Linked DNA regions of Hordeum vulgare: region 1 is linked to region 2. Evidence: chromatin contacts called from public Hi-C data. All regions are on one chromosome and are shown on one strand. Each heading gives the region's core, a stretch centred on a gene start, on an enhancer-like site or on the middle of the called end of the contact. The rest is flanking DNA. Distances are from core to core; before and after follow the strand shown.

Region 1 (2,700 bases), core at 125-2,624, 510 kb before region 2:
CTCTGGTAAACCCTCGTCTATGGCCAGGTAGGATCACCATGACTCCTCACGGCAGAAGCACACACGAGGATGTAAAGATTCTGGCGGCAATCGCCTGAAGATATCGAAACCCTAGGGTTTTCGCCTAAGGGAATATCCCGAGGGAGCTCCAATTTTGCATGCTCGGAAACCATCCAAATCCCAACCAGCGCTCCTAACACAGGCCCTTTTGGGTCGGCCCATGTATGGAGCGGGAAGCCCCCTATTTTTATAATGTCGTTTTTCTTGCTTTTGTTTTTTCTTTTCTGCGCATTTCTTGTTTCAACTAATTCAGGATTTCCAAAAAAATGTGAGATTTATTACAAAAGAATCGAAAAATGTTCACGAAGACCACTAAATATTCATGGATTCAAAATATGTCTCCATTTCATAAAAATGTTCATATATTAAAAAAATCTTTATGTTTTTTAAAATGTTCACACAAAAAAAAATTCAGGATATTTAAAAACATGTTCTCATATTCAGAGAAGTTCATCAATTTGAAAACAGATGTTTGAGAATTCAAAGAATAAACAAGGGAGATTCTTAAAATCTTCAGAAAAGCAAAACTAAAAAATGAAATTCAAAATTATTCATCACTTCAAAAATGTTCACTGACTAAACAAATGTTCATAGATTAAAAAAATTAGTTGTCAAAACAAAACAAAGTCAATGAATTTAAAAAAACAGTCCTACGTTTGAAAAAAATTCATGAGATCCAAAAAATGTTCGGAATTATGAAATTTGTTCGCACTTTGAAAATTGTGGTCTGTTGTAATTTTTTTGCAAATTTAAAAGAAAATCTAAGTTTAGAAAGGTAAAAACTTACCGACGGATTATAACGGCCGCGGCCGCCACCTTCTTTACATGACGGGCGTCTTTCGAACACGTTTGTGCAACATAGGATTTGTTTCAGAAGCATATACCATGTTACGGTGGTCTACAATAATACTATATTTTGCAACAAAATATCTATAACAAATACAATTCGGTAAAAGACCTGAGTTACAAAAAAATCGCATCAAAACCTCAATTGCAAGTTTTGTTTTCGCAACAAAGCAGTTGCTGCAAAAAACTTCTACAACAAAACCTATATTACAGAAATAATTTTGCAACAAGACCTATGTTGCATTAATAGAGGCCAAAGGAACATAGAATTTCTAAAAGGGAAAGAAAATAAAGACAAATGGATAATCAGAAAAAAGGTACAAAACATTGTTTTTAGTAAAATGATCTGAAAAGGTTTTAGAATCTTCACTAAACCGGAAAGGTATAGGTGGGCCAGCCCAAGCTTACGGAAAAAGGATCCTGGGTATGCGCTCCTATTTGTGACCTCCTATCCGCCGCTTGTTGCGGGAACTGCCGAGCGGACGCACAGGGGTCGCCCCGACTAGGCCGACCCAAGTTAGCCACCAGTAGCGAATGTAGAGACCATAAAAAAAAGTTAGCGACCAGCAGTTGAAAAATCTGAAACATTTCAGTAAAATTATCAGAATATTTGTTCTAAATTTTAGCACATTTTTTCAAAATTTGGAACATTTTTTTAAATGACGGAATATTTTTTCAAATACAAAACATTTTTTCGAATTCTGGAACATATTTTAAAATTCCTGAAAAACAAATCTGGAACATTATTTCAAATTCCGAAACATTTTTCAAATTTTAAGACATTTTTCAAATTCTGGAACATTTTTTTAAATTCTGGAACATTGTTCAAATTTTCGAACCTTTTTTCAAATTTCAAAACATTTCTTTTGAAAAATTGTAAACATTTTAATAAAAATAACAAAAGGTTTTTTAAAATTTCAGAACATTTTTTAAGTTTCGGAACATTTTTTCGAATCCGAAACATTTTTTCAAATTATAAAACATTTTTTTAAATACCTGATATTTTTTTAAAATTCTGAATCATTTTTCGAATTTTGGAACAATTTTCAAATTACGATACATTTTTTGAAATTCTGAAACATTCTTTCAAATTTCAGAACATTTGTTAAAAATCCAGAACATTTTTAAAACAAAAACAGAGAAAAAAGAAAAAAAAGAAAAAAGAAAACAAAAAAAAACCGGTTCAGGGAATCTTCGAGGAAGTTCCTGGGCCGGTCCATTACCAAACGCAGCTTGGGAGCTTGCGAACCCTCGACATTAAGGACAGTAAAACTGCACCTATTCCGTGCCCTCTCAGGCCATTAAATGTCTGAACCGTTCGTTTTCAAGATTCCACTGTTTTTGGCCGTTGGATGCACCTGAATCTCTCTTTGCTCTGAACGTGACCACGACCTGGGCTTGCTGCCCGAAGGGCAGCTATTCCCGTAGCTTTTTCGGACCATTGTGGTTAATTAGGCCACGCAGCCCATCTAGTGAAGCCGTCGAGACAAAATAGCGCTGGAAAAAATCTGCTGCGAACAATGGGGTCGTGCTCCTTTCTCCTTAACCCTAACCATCCCAGGCAGCGGCGGGGAAGTTCCCGTGGACGAAAGAGACGGGAGCGTACATGACAGAAAGGTCGAGCGAAGCACTCCAACGCACGACGTTGACCTCGACGAGCATGTCGATTCGTCGTGTGATGTCGTTCGCTAGGGTGCGGATCGATGGGATGTCCTTGCAGGCAAAGCCAATGGACGATGATAGGGGAATCCAATCGTCGCTTGTAGATTCGACTCCAGTCGCCGTCGGTTTAGG
Region 2 (2,700 bases), core at 36-2,535:
AGTTTGGCTATCAAACATTTCCCAAATCCATGTTCCATATGTTTCTACTCAACGACAGTTAAATGTCAATTTAAACAAGATGTTTATTTTTTTAATCACATGTTTCTTAAATACAAGATCTACAAATTTAATACATTTGTTTTGATAAAAAATGAGCGACTATATCACAGGCATTTTAGTATTACACTGTCAACACATTTCAAAATACTTGATGACCCAAATTTCTTAAGGAAATATATATTTAGTATGCAATTAACAATTTTTGAAATACAAAATGATTATTTTCTAATATGATTTTTTGGTTTTTCATTTTCTATGTATTTTATTGGGCTTCTCGTTTTCTTGTTTGGTCGATTTTTATCAATTTCTTTTTGTTCAACATATGATAATTTTTTGGTACATGTTAACATTTTGAAATGCATGATTATCATTTTATGATAACTTACATTTTTAATGTTCGTCTTTTCCCATAAATATTGTATAATTTTGGTATATATCCAGTACATTTTCAATACAATCTTATATTTTTTAAATACAATATTTACATTTTATAATACCCTGTTCAACAATTGATAAGTTTTTAGAACAGATTCAACATTTTGAAATGCATGACTATCATTTTATGATAACTTTCATTTTTAATGTTTACCTTTTCCCATACATATTGTATAATTTTGGTATATATATAATACATTTTTAATACAAGTTTAATTGTTTTGAAATACAAGATTAACATTTTCATAATACCTAGTCATCGTTTTTTCTATACACATTGAACATTTTTCAAATTTTCATGAACCATCTTTTAACACATGGTAAACATTTATTTTGTAGCTATTTAATATTTTTGAAATGCGTCTTTGACATTTTTGACGTATACGTTCCAACATTTTTTCAAATGCATGATTATAATTTTTTTACAAGATGATCGATTTTTTCATACATATTTTATATTCCTTTATACATATTTTGAATATATGGAAAACATTTTCTCTTCACATATACTCCCTCTGTCCCACAATAAGTGGCGCAAATTTAATACTAAGTTAGTACAAATTTTATACTAAAACAGCGACACTTTTTTTAGGACGGAGGGAGTAAAACCAAAAGTTACAAAAATAAAGAAAAAAGAGAAAACAAAAATCGTGAATAAAAATGAGGTGACCTACGGCCTCGCGTGTACCTCTGTTAGCGCATCTTGCGCTCGTCTTCAGTCAAGGCTTCCCTATGTTTTGCTCTAAGCGAGAAACAAGGGCGGCCCCAAGACTAATCCTGGTGACACAGGGTGTTCCTATGCAGCACCTTCAGCGCCGCGAATGGGAACTGGCACTTACAGCAGTCCATTGTGGGCCGGCTCACGAAAGTGACACAGACGCGAATTCTATTCTGTAGCAAAAAAAATAACCAACAAATAGCCATTTTCCTGGAAAACGTGACTGTTTTTGGAAAAATGTGAACAAGAGTTGAAAATTCTTAGATTTTAAAAAAGTTACAAGCATGTACAAAAAAATCAAGTATTAAAAAAAGGTTCACGAAATTAAAAGAAGTTCATGTATTCAAAAAAACATGAAGTTTAACAAGTTCATGAATTTGAGAAAAGTTCATCGAAGATATAAATAAGTTCATACAATTTGAGAAAAGTTCATCGAAGTTAAAAATAAGTTCATCAATTTTTAAAAACGTTCATCACATTTGGAAAAAGTTCATCGATTTGAAAAAATGCTTCACCAAACTTGCAAAAAGTTCATCGAATTTGATAAGCAATCATCAAACTTGAAAAAAGTTCACTGAATTTGAAAACATTTCACCAAATTATAAAAAAAATATCATCAAACTAGAAAATAGTTCATCATTTAAAAAAAAATCATCAAATCGGAAAATAGTTCATCATTTTTTTAAATCATCGAATCTGAAAATAATTCATTGAATTTTAAAAAAAATCATCAGATTTGAAAAAAGTTCATTGAACTTGAAAAAAAGTTAACTGGATTTGAAAAAATTTCACCAAATGATAAAAAGAGTTCATCAAATTAGAAAAAAGTTCATAATTTTTTTAAAGAAATCATCGAATCTGAAAATAGTTCATCAAATTTGAAAAAACGTTGATCAAATTTTTAAAAAAAATCATCTAACGTGAAAACTATTCAACGAAATTGAAAAATAAAAAAAATTGGAAAAAAAATCACCCAATTTGAAAATAGTTTATCAAGTTTGAAAAAACTACATCAAATGTTTAAAAATGTTCATCGAATTTGAAAAAACGTACAAAAAATTTGAAAAAAATCATCGATTTTGAAGAAAAAAAATTCATGAATTTAAAACAAAATCATCGAATGAGAAAGAAGGAGGAAAAAAAGAAAACAGAAAAAATAGAAAGAAAAAAAATGAAAAGGGAACAAATGAAAAAACCGAAGGGAAAAAGATAAACCGAAGAAAACCAGTCCTTGAAAAAACTAAATGAAAAATCACATCTAAAAAGCTTCTGGAACCTTCACAAAACTTGAACCCCCCTCCCCCTGATGGGCTAGCCCATGACCGAACGCTGCACGCGCCGGATAAAGAAAATGCACTCTAACCGGCGCGTGCAACGCCAAATAGAAAAACGCGGTGAGACATGCTTTCAATTTCCAAGATGGGCCGCTCTTCCAAGCAAACCTATTCGGCATCTTCAGCGCCCATTATAGGAGTTTCCACAAACGA

The links. Hi-C and Micro-C count contacts between places; a contact is called where the count stands out from the background.
Region 1: a Hi-C map of leaf shows a contact between it and region 2, with 2.8 times the contacts expected there. The contact joins two enhancer-like sites. A contact is called at or near these places in 4 of 6 Hi-C or Micro-C datasets (leaf and seedling).

What each region holds. Positions count from the first base shown.
Region 1 is chr3H:105,163,040-105,165,739 of MorexV3_pseudomolecules_assembly, reverse strand. No RefSeq gene overlaps it. Among protein-coding and RNA genes, the nearest start is that of LOC123439623, 48 kb to the left of the region's middle. Within about 2 kb of position 1,374, at least 2 of the 3 cell types and tissues checked have open chromatin away from gene starts, as enhancers often do. A contact at or near this core is called in leaf, where this site is marked.
Region 2 is chr3H:104,648,871-104,651,570 of MorexV3_pseudomolecules_assembly, reverse strand. No RefSeq gene overlaps it. Among protein-coding and RNA genes, the nearest start is that of LOC123443138, 110 kb to the right of the region's middle. Within about 2 kb of position 1,285, at least 2 of the 3 cell types and tissues checked have open chromatin away from gene starts, as enhancers often do. A contact at or near this core is called in leaf, where this site is marked.